Regions from separate parts of the Mus musculus genome. Here region 1 is linked to region 2. A link is a contact called in public Hi-C data. All regions are on one chromosome and are shown on one strand. The core of a region is the stretch at or near the end of the contact, and the rest is flanking DNA. Distances in the headings are between cores, read along the strand shown.

The links. A called contact is a pair of places that touch in the nucleus more often than the background predicts.
Region 1: a contact with region 2 is called in a Hi-C map of embryonic fibroblasts, with 2.6 times the contacts expected there. The contact joins two enhancer-like sites. A contact is called at or near these places in 1 of 15 datasets of contacts at CTCF or cohesin (the NIH/3T3 cell line), 4 of 484 Hi-C or Micro-C datasets (the HL-1 cell line, embryonic fibroblasts and epiblasts) and 1 of 115 datasets of contacts at active chromatin or transcription factors (vascular smooth muscle cells).

The regions. Positions count from the first base shown.
Region 1 is chr5:74,933,344-74,938,892 of GRCm38.p6, reverse strand. No RefSeq gene overlaps it. Among named protein-coding and RNA genes, the nearest start is that of Gm52779, 8.2 kb to the left of the region's middle. Within about 2 kb of position 2,617, at least 56 of the 459 cell types and tissues checked have an H3K27ac peak or open chromatin away from gene starts, as enhancers often do. A contact at or near this core is called in the HL-1 cell line, the NIH/3T3 cell line and embryonic fibroblasts, where this site is marked.
Region 2 is chr5:74,775,202-74,781,094 of GRCm38.p6, reverse strand. No RefSeq gene overlaps it. Among named protein-coding and RNA genes, the nearest start is that of Lnx1, 75 kb to the right of the region's middle. Within about 2 kb of position 3,509, at least 41 of the 459 cell types and tissues checked have an H3K27ac peak or open chromatin away from gene starts, as enhancers often do. A contact at or near this core is called in the HL-1 cell line, the NIH/3T3 cell line and embryonic fibroblasts, where this site is marked.

The sequences.
Region 1 (5,549 bases), core at 1,368-3,867, 160 kb before region 2:
TGCCTCATTAGCCAGAGAGCAAACTGTATTAGGGCAAAAATCCCTGATGAGCGTGTTCAACTCGGCAGCTGTAACAGCGCTCACCTCAGGCAGCCACACAGCTCACATCTCAGCTAAAGCATGTGGGGCCAAGTGTCTGGGGGAATGGAGAGTATTTCCGAACTTAGAAAGTCATATGGGGGGCACTTAGATTGTTAGAATACTCACTTGAGGCTTGAGTATCCCACTTCCAAGAACCCTTGCCCATCTCTGTATAGTACAGGGAGTAAATGAATATATCCAGGGATATATATATATATATATATAGATAGATAGATAGATAGAGAGAGAGAGAGAGAGAGAGAAGAGAAGGACTTCAAATAGTCTCATAGCCAATCAATCGAGGAGTCTCGTCTGAAGAGTTTGCTGCCAACTTCCAGAAAAAGCTGGATTTCAGAACATGTTGGAGCAGACCTGGGTCCAATTAGCATGTGCTGAATGCATAAATTTAAAAAAACGTAACCAGGGCCCGTGTCCTGTGGTGGGGCTGGCTCTATTTTGAAATAAAGCAGACACGGTCATTAGAACTCCTATCTGCACAGAACACAGGCAGATAAATAGCAATGGAGTTCCACACCTCAAATGAGATGCCTTTGCCCAAGGAAGTGAGCCTGCAGGTCAGTCATCAAAGGAAGATGATTAAGCCTCCCCAGCCCTGACTCAGTCCCTCATTGTTTCAAATTGTTTCATCTTTGTTTCAGCACTGGACTTTTGGAGGGTTTTTTTTCTCTTTCTTTCTTAAAAAGTTAAAAATCACATCTGTTTATTTATTATGAATAATTGATTAATTAATTAATTGTGTGTGTGTGTGTGTGTGTGTGTGTGTGTGTGTACCAGATCTTGCATGCAGAGGTCAGAGAATAACTTGTTTCTCTCCTACCATTGTGAGTTCTCGGATCAAACTCTGATTATCAGACTCAATACCCACGGAGCCAATTTGCCAGCCCCGCTCTCTTTTATTGAGGACCACAATCTAGGACCTTGTACATCCAAGGCGAGTAGTGCTCCACTGCTGAGCTCCGTTCACCCTGGGGGATCTGGTCTTATTCCTTAATGTGATGGAGGAACAGGGGTGGGAGACAGGAATTCACATCCCAGACAGTGTTTCTTTGTTTCTTCCCTCCTGGCAGGTCACAGGGTCAACCCAGGTCCTCCTTGAGAGAGCTCAAATACCAGGCAGGATGCTGATAGGACTGGAGACTTGGCAGATGGAGCAGGGACACATTTGGGGCTTCCCAGGGTGCTGGCAGCTTCTATCATGAAGTCAGGGACAGGATCTACACGTGTATGCTGCTTCTGACATAACACCCTCTCAGAAAGCCCATGACTGCTGGCCTTTCCCCGAGGGTCTCCAGAGATCTCTCTCCCACCCTTCCTTCTACTCCCCTCCTGTCTCCCTTAGTTCTTTTCTTCAATCAATTACTTATTAACGCTCATCAACACCCGCTCCGTGCCAGGCCCTGGCCTGGGTACAGTGGTGATGAGGTTACATTTTGGTTCAGTGGATTATAGTAGGATGCAGCTTTGATCCCACTAAACGCCTTAAAAAAAGAAAACTCTTTTTGACTTTGTGTTAGGGCCATTTGGGAGGCCGGGAGATGGCAACTGTTTTATGGTCTTGGTGTCTGACAGACCTGCCTACAAACATTCTTCCTGGAGAGGTTTGTTTTTGTTGTTTTGTTTTTGAACTGAAGGGAACTCCAAAGCTCCTTTTTCTCATCTATAAAATGTGACGTACAGTTTAGCACTGTCATAGTCAGGGTTTCTATTCCTGCACAAACATCATGACCAAGAAGCAAGTTGGGGAGGAAAGGGTTTATTCGGCTTACACTTCCATACTGCTGTTCATCACCAAAGGAAGTCAGGACTGGAACTCAAGCAGGTCAGGAAGCAGGAGCTGATGCAGAGGCCATGGAGGGATGTTACTTACTGGCTTGCTTCCCCTGGCTTGCTTCTCTCTTATAGACCCAAGACTACCAGCCCAGGGATGGCAGCACCCACAAGGGGCCCTCCCCCCCTTGATCACTAATTGAGAAAAGGCCTTACAGTTGTATCTCATGGAGGCATTTCCCCAACTGAAATTGCTTTCTCTATGATAACTCCAGCTTGTGTCAAGTTGACACACAAATCCAGCCAGTACAAGCATTCTGTTGTAGTGGTGATTAGATGAGATAGGTTGTTAGTAATAATGGTTAACACGTAACTGGTAAAGATCTATCCATTTGTTGAGTGTCTTTTATATCCCAAGCAGAGTTCTGAAGGCTAGGGAGACAGATGTGAGAAAAATAAGCCATCTATGCTGAACTCACAAAAGCCTGCGCCGGCTAGACTTTCTAGGTATCTCAAGTGGAGTTTGAAGTCAGGCTGGTGCCAAACTATTCTTGTGCATCTCATCAGCTTGCCTCTGGCTGCACAAGAAATGGTGAGGAGAAAACTGCAGAATGCAGTGGTCAGTCAGTCATGTGCGAGCCCGTCGGAACACATCAGCTGAGCACCTGCATGTGCCTGCCCTGTGGGATGTGACTGTGACACACAGCCAGGCGAGACTGCTACTCTCATGACACACTGTGGCAAGAATAGTGATGACAAACAGGTGAGTAAGATACTTCCCAGTAGCCAGAGTGCCATGAGGAATGGGGAGGTGTGCTCAGGAGGAAGCAAGAGGTGGAATGTTCTGGAAGAGATTCTGGGGAATCAGACAGCTGAGCTGAGTCTGGGATCGGGCATTGGCTGCAGGAAGGGCCAGAGCAAGCATTGCTGGCCACCATTGAGTCTTTCCAGTGGTTTTTCTATTCCAGCGTCCAGCTGTTTCTCATCTAGTTCCAGAGGAAAATGATGTAGAGAAACTTGTGTTTTGTCGAAGATTTATAATTTAACCTTTCTGGTTCTAGAGCCAATTCTGCCATGAACAAACAATCTTAACTCCACAGTTTCCTCTGAGCGCTGGGACTTAAGAATTCCTTTCAGAGGGCCAGCTGCGTGAGTTCTTCTGCTGACACGCACCAGGAAATGATCCATCTCTAGACTTTGAATCCAAAAGGTCCTTTTCTAAATGTCCTCTCCATAACTGGTCTCCAGTGAGTCAGCGCTGCACCAGCGGAATGTGACTCACTCTGCCTAAAGAGAAAATGGAAGGATTCTCAAATATATTGAGGTCTACGAACAGGAGGATCTGAAGCACGCCCACGAGACTTAAAGCAGTTTACCTGTGGCAGGCATACACAGAGAGGTGTCCATTCCTTATCTTTGTGGTCCAGCCTAGTTCTGACTACAGGCAAGATCATTCTTTGCAATGAAAGACATCTTAAAAAAGTATTCTTTTTATTTTATGAGTGAATGTTTTGCCCACATGTATATGTATGTACCACATGTATACTTGGTGTCGAAAGAGGTCAGAAAAGGACATGAGATCTCCTGGAACTAAAGTTGTGAATGGTTTTGAGCTACCATGTGCGTGCTAGGAATTGAACTCAGGACCTCTGCAAGAGCAGCAAGTGCTCTTAACCACTGAGCCATCTCCCTAGCCTGAAAGTAAATTTTTTTTTTTAAATTCTGGGTTTATAGAGGATGGCTCAGTGGTTAAGAGCACATACTGTTCTTTTAGAGTCTGGTACTCAGTATCCATGGTGACAGGCTCACAACCACTTGTAACTCCAGGGGGAAGCTGGCTCCTCTGGCTCCTCTGGCTCTCTTGAGCACCTGCACTTAGGTGCACACATCCACACTCAGACCTTCCATACACACAATTAAAAATAACAATAGTAAATCTTTAATTAAAAAGTCATTTCTTTCCATTACCTGTATAAATGTGTTTTTTTTTTTTTAAAAATTGTAAGAGGGTTCAGAAAATCCTTGGCCATGTCTTTATGTTAGATCCTGAACATATGATGAGTATAGCCAAAGAGAATCGCCCTTAAGGTAGATTACACCATAGACTACAATACCAAAGGCAGTTGGATGCTACAAGGAAGGAGAGCTGCAGAGACGGCTCAGTGGCTGAGAACTCTTGCTGCTCTCAGAGGGCTCAGGTTTGGTTCTCAGAACCTGCACAGAGGCTCACAGCTGTCTGTAACTCCAGTTCCAGCGGATCTGACAACCTCTTGTGGCCTCTATGGGAAGCAGCCGTATGTGTAGTTCAGACATAGATGCAGGGAAAAAGAAAACACCCATTAACATAAAATATTTTTTTTAAACTTAAAAAAAAAAAAAAAGGAAAATAGACTTGTCATGGTTTGGACACAAAATGGCTTCAAAGTCTCCTGAGTTGAAGACTTGGTTACCAGATGGTGGCATTACATAGAGGTCATTGGATCACAAGGGCACTAATGTCCGTGGATTAGCTCATTACTGTGTTGGTAGCTGTCTGGGGTGCTGGGGTTTAGTTGGAAGAAGTGGGTCACTAGGGAGGCACACCTTTGAAAGCTATGTCTTGCTCCAGGCCCTTCCTGTTTTTCTCTACTTCCTGGCTTCTCTGCCACACAACTCTCCCGCCATCATTATGATAGTCTGCCTCTCTCCAGGCCTGAAGAGGTGGACTTTGAAAGCATGAATTAGACTAAATCTTACCTTTAAGATTTTTTCTTTTGACAGATGTGGTGTTCTAGGCCTTCAATCCCAGTCCTTGGGAGGCAGAGGCACCAGGATCTCTGTGGATGGCAGAGCAGACTGCTCTATGTGGTGAGTTTCAGGCCAGCCAGGGACACACAGTGAGGCCCTGTCTTGAAAGGAAAAGAAGGTTTTTTTTCTTCCCCAATTACTTTGTTGTGGCATTAAAGGTTGATCAGCACAGCACCCCTTGACTTGATGAGGGACACATCCTGCCCTCGACGGAGGAGGATTAGAAGTAAATTATCCACTGCATCATAACATTAGTCAATGGCAAAAGCTACCATTAGCCCCCTCCAAACCCAAAACAAACCCAAAGATGTTGACAATACTATTTAATCAGAACAGCGATTTGCATTTATGTAGATAGTAAGTGCATTTTATAGTAATACTACCAATTGAATTTTATTTTTGCTTTAATTAAAAAGATGTTTTTGTGGGCTGGAGAGATGGCTCAGTGGTTAAGAGTACTGACTGCTTTTTCAGAGGTCCTGAGTTCAATTCCCAGCAACCATATGTAGCTCATAACCATTTGTAATGGGATCCAGATGCCCTCTTCTGGTGTGTCTGAAGACAGCTACAGTGTGCTCATACACATAAAATAAATAAATAATTTTAAAAAGGAAGAAAGATTGTTTTTTAAGAAAGGTGTATTTGTTTTTATTTTATGAGTATGAATGTTTGTCTTCGTGTATGTAAGGACAACACATGTGTGCAGTTCCTATGGAAACCGGAAGAGGGCGGAGAATAGCCTGAAACTGGAGGTAGGGGCAGCTGTGAGTCACTGTGTGGGTGGTGGGAACTGAACAACCTGTGTCCTGTGCAAGAGCAGTCAGTGCTCTTAACAGCTGAGACATCTCTCCAGCCCATCAGTGGAATTAAAAAAAAAAAAACAAAAAACAAAA
Region 2 (5,893 bases), core at 2,260-4,759:
GGCAGAAGTATGGCTAGCCTGGTCTATATAGCAAGTTCCAGGCCAGCCAGAGCTATATAAAAAATCCAGTCTCAAACCAACAAAGCTAAGAATTCCTCTTACATTTATATCCTGGGTGAATAAGTGAAAGTTGATGTCCTTTACTAAGAAGTAGAGAGGAAGAGTAGGTTTTGAGATGGCTAGAGGGAATCAAGTTTTATTTTAGATACATTCCATTTGGAAAGCACACACTGAGGAAAAAATCCAGCTGGTGGTAGGGTTCTGGAGTTGAAGGACCAGGATATGGTCCTGTAGCGATAGAATGGAAGGTATTTGGCATGGCAACACTGGCTGAGATTACCCCAGTGTCTCAGCGTTACATTGTTTCGATGAAACACCAAGACTAGCCAGGCAGTGGTGGTGCATGCCATTAATCCCAGCATTTGGGAGGCATAGGCAGGCAGATTTTAGAGTTCAAAGCCAGCCTGGTCTACAAAGTGAGTTCCAGGACAGCCAGGGCTACACAGAGAAACCCAGATTTGAAAGCAAAACAAAACAAATGAACAACAACAACGACAAAAATCAAAACACCGAGACCAAAAGTAACTTGGGAGGAAAGGGTTCGTTTGGCTTGTGCTTCCATACCATCATTGTCAGGCCAGGAACTAAGGCAGGGCAGGAACCTGGAGACAGGAGCTGACACAGAGGCCATGGCGGGTGCTGCTTGCTTACCCCCTTGCCTCCTATAGCATTCCAGAACTACCAGCCCAGGGGTGGCCCCACCCACAACTGGCTGCCCCCCCCCCCACTTGAATCACTAATTAAGGAAATGCTGGATGCCTGTAGCCTATCTCATTGAGGCATTTTCTCAGCTGACATACTGCTTTGACGGCCAGCTAAGGAGATCAGACATGGCAAGACAAGGTATTTGGGGTGTCTTGCCATGTTAAATACTCAGAAACACCAGCAAGAGCAGCTCTAGCAAAGTGGAGACAGCAAACGTGCAAGAAAGAACCGGAAGAAAGAAAGTGCGGTTAGACTAGAGTGATTGACATTTACACAGTACAGAGATTGCAGAGAGATGAGGCAGGGAATGGAGAGGACCAAGGCCAAGGGGACTCAGAGTAAACATATTCATAGATGTTAATTACAGGGACTTATAGTAAACATACACAGATGGTAATTCCCTTTGGGAAGAGCATGATTGTTGTAAGACAAAGGGATGATTGTTGGTGTCAGCGCCTTGGGTTCCTGGACGGAGGAAACAGTGTACTGTGGTTCTGCTTCCACTTGGCTGTTAGGATACCAGGCTCACGAGATTCTAACACGCTGCTTAGTGGAGACAAAATGCAGCCTAAGATAGGGACCCCAGCCCATGTGAGAAATGGCGGGGGTTGGGACAGAGGCTGTGGTTCTCAAACTCCTGTGCATTTAGATGTTGCTGGGATCCTTAAAGAGTTGAAAATGGGGGCCCAGGGCCTGAGATGGGGGAATCCAGCTTAATTCAGGGTGAATGCTAGGAGTATAGAGAGGTCTTCAGAGGGCTGGCACGGCTCTGTATAATAAACGCCTCCCTCAACAGACGTTCTTGATGAGGGAGACAGTCCTTGCTTGTCCAAACTACTTTATTCGTGGTGGAAAATGCATACTACTTACTCAGAGTGAACCAGAGATTAAATCCCTTTTGTAAGGAAGGGATGCCCGGGAAGGGAAGCTTATTGGCTAAACCCTTGGGGCACATAATTTGCATGGAGAAGTCTTGCCTTCTATGCTACATGACCAGGTGTCATAGTCCTCTTAGTGGGGTGTCTAGGTCACATGCTGCAGGACAAGAACCTGGCCAGGAGTGTATTTAAATGCCTACCGTTCTCAGTTATGAGAATTGCCAGGGTTCCTTAACCTGCTCGACCCTACCTGTCTGGTGGCATGGTCCGATGCCCCACAGTGTACCACTGGAGAAACTGCTACTTGGAGCAGATACAATGCCACTCACTGAAAGGGGACAGTGTTGTGCAGGACCTCTGGTCCTGAAAGTATGGTAGATTGTGTTCTATGGAGAGACACTTTCTCTGGTTGTTTTACTTGGCAAACTCGTTCAGTACGAATGAGGGAGCAGGAAGGGTGCTGGACATTTGAGAGGGGGAGGAGGTATGAAGAAGTACACAGAACTCAGGGGTCAAAGATGGAGAGTGTACGCCCTGGGGTTTCCAGCAGTGGCCAAGGGCCACCTGAGATACACGGTCCTTAATTTAAAGTGAGAATAGAGCCAGGTGTGGTAAGGCACACCTGTCACAAAGCACTCAGGAGGCGAGGCAGAAGGATCACAAGTTCGAGGCTAGCCTCTTCTGCATAGCCAGCAGGACCCTCTCTCAAAAATAATGAATAAATTATTCAAAGTGAGTGCAATTTGATGCGCGTACGTGGTGTGCGTGCATGTGACTCTTGCCAGTTTAACTGGATGAAGCAAGGAGAGGGGACGGGATGGTGCTTTTGTAGAGGAAGACACTTGTGGGGTTACACACAAAGCTTGGCATGGCACGTGTGCTGGGTTTGGGACAGCTAAGGAGATCCAGGGGGATCGGCCTGGTGGGAGGAGTCTGTGTGAAAACAGCATAGGGGTACTAGCCGGGGAGAGGGGAGCTCCGATGGGGAATAACTCTGATTCCAGAAGCATGTCTTAGGTGTCCACTGTGACTGATACCGTCCTAAACACCACAGTACTGCAGTGAGTGGTAGGACATCTCTGTGCTCAGAGCTGCCACCCTGCCAAGGAAAGCTATGGTAACATCAGTGGTTTGGAAGAAAGAAGCTATAAGCTAGCTCAGGGGAAGTGCTGCCCCATCCCTTGGGATCCCAGTTGAAAGCAGAACTTCCACTCTGATTTGTTTTTTATCTTCAACATCTGTTTCTATGTCCCCAATTTTATAGTATGTTGGCAGATGTATATTGATTGAGTACACATATATGTATATCAATAAAATGTGTGTGTTGAGAGGTGTTTGCAGAAAATATGTTTACTTATGGAAATGCTTGACTGAAAACATTTGGAAACCACGAACCGCATGGAGATAGCAGCAGAGGAGATACTGTAGCAAACCCTGACACAGGACATAGTCAAAGAAGTTGATAAAGGATTAGGTCACTCCGCAGCGTGCAGACCCTGAGTTATCCCATCCTGTGTTGGGAGTGAAAAATGCCTAAGTGGTGAGCCTTCGAGAAACGAGATAAAAACATCACAAAGACTCTGTAATGACTGGGCTGTCAAACCCCAGCAATCCTCCATGACCATGTGGAAATACTCAAGAGAAGCCAGGTGCCCATTGGTGAGACCAGCCATGGAGGGACGTCCTTACCAGGAATGAACTCATTTCATAAGGAATATTGGACCACACAGCCACTAAGTATCTTGTAACTTTTAGCATCTGTGTGTGTGTAAAGAATGAGCTGGGACCTTCGAACTCTTATTATGGTCTCTTGCTGCAGAGAGTCGGACTGGAGAAGGGTGAGTCACACAGCCTTGACTCTCCTGAGGGCAATGGCTGCTCAGATGACAGGGAAGAGGGAGCGAGGGGTGGGAGAAGGAGGGGATGTGTCAGTATTTCCAGCTCTCAAATTGGGATGCCTGAGTAGCAGATGTGACCATGTGTTTCTGTGCTTGGTTATTTTCCTATAGTGATTCATGAGGGCCCCATAGCATGAGGAAAGTCACCAAGAGAAGCCAGGCATGGCAGCTCAATGTGCTTTGCAACCTCAGAATTTAGGAGGGGGATGAGAGTGGGGCCAGCTTGGGTTACGAAGGGAGACCCTGTCTCAAATCAAACCCCAAAGCAGAAAGCAAGATGGGAAACCACCAACAGGCAATTCTTAATGGTGGAAAGGCATTCTGTGCGTGGCTGTCTCCAGGATTTATAGATGAGGAAACTGAAGTTCAGAGAGACCCAGTGATAAACGCAGAGTCAACCAGCTGAGAAATGGTGGAAGAAGTGTCCAAAGCCAGGATGGCTAACTTCAAACCCTGTGTTTACTGTCCTACATACCTTTGAAAGACACACTGGGCTCTAAGAGGTCAAAAAAAGCAAATACGCATGTAGAAGGCACAGTTCAGTATGACAAAGAGAGCCGAGCTAGAACTGTCAAAAGCAAACGATAGGTTCCATAAGATAAGAATTTTTGTTTTTGTTTTTCTATTTTGTTTATTTTGTTTTGAGTCAGGGTCGTATATAGCTCAGGCTAGCCTGGAACTTACTATGTATCCGAGGATGCCTTTGAATCTCTGATCGCCCTGGTCTGTGTCTCAAGAGATGGGACTGCAAGCATGTTATCACCACACTGAGCTAGAGTTTTCTCTCACACATAATTCTCAGAGTTCCTTCTAACTTCTGGCTCTGTGTTGGTACAGCTCCACTTTCTGACTGTGTTGCCTCAAGATCCTGTTTCCATGTCTTATTCACCATGACAGGCTGTGACAGGAGACTCCGAGTCAAAGCTAACCACGCCTTCCTTACATTGCTTTGGTCAATTTATCATAACAGCAAGCAAGAAAGGTCACTACCAGAGCAGAGACTGAAGTGTGTACCTTCTAAATTCCGAACTCGAATCTCTAATGCCTAAATCCATAACATGACTGTAGTTGGGGCCATAAGTGTTTCTTGACTTATAGTGGGGTTAGACGTTCAAGTGTATAGCAAGTTCAAAGTATCAGTCAAACTGTCTTTAGTACACCATACAGAACACCCTACCTGGGCTCACAGTGCACAGTGTTGGTCAGTCTCCCATGACCATGGGCCTCCTGGAGGCTGTGCTCACTGCCCTGATCAAGTATCATACTGTGTCTTGCTAGCCCAGGGAAAAGACTGGGACTCAAAGCCCTGTTGCTACTAAGTGCAATTTGCTTTTGCATCATCATAAGGTCGAAAATCTTAAAGGACCCATCATAACTTGAGGGTGCTCTGCAGTGTTTTTTACAGAGACAATAAAGTTCAAATGGAGCCATTAAGGTGGATCTTAACCCTCCGTGACTAGTGTCCTTATTGGGAAGGAGATATGGAGGCAGTACACACAGAGAGAATATCATGAAGAGATGAAGACAGACCCCAGGGTGATGTGTCTATAAATCAAGGAACACTGGTATCAGCCTGCAAAACACCAGAGGCTGGGGAGAGGCATTGGAGAACATCTCTTCCATCCTGAGCAGGAGCCAAAGGTGCCAACACCTCTCTGTTGGTCTTCTGGCCTGCAGAGTGGTGAGGTTGCAATACACTGTCTAAGCTACGCAATGAGGGGTTGTTTTGGCTGCCCCAGAACATTCATCCAGCCTGTGTCACACAGAAGTACCTGGCACACACTCAGTATTTGATGAATACTTTTTGGATGAATGACTGAATGCGTGAAGAAATGATTTTTGAGCAGATGAGTCACCTCTTGCTTCCTCTGCCTTCAGCATTTCCCCCCTCTGTCATAAACTATGCGTGGTGCAAACTGATCTAGAGAACAAGGCAATAGAATCTTGAAGGCAAGGAGAAGCAGCTGCCAGCAGCTACATTTCCCAGAAACTCTCCCCTGGCTGCAGATGTGAGGGTCTTGGCCAGGGTGGCTACCTTAGGGGAAATCTGCCTAGGAAAGTGGCAGACTTATTATTTATTATTCAAGCTAAGAGCATTCATGACTATAAATTGATTTTGTTTTTTTGAAATCAGCAAAAAGAGCTTAAAATATATCTGAAGGTCTCGAGAGCTGGGAGAACCTCTGGGGCTTCAGTGAGTCCCCCCTTTGCTGTGAAAGACACCTGAGTTTCTGGGGAAATATAATCCTCTGTTTCAGCCCATTTGTCCTGAAACCCCCAGGAAGACTTGCTTGGTAAGCACCGTGAAAGAGGAAGGCTGGAGGCCTTTTGGGCTCACTCTTTTTGAGTAAA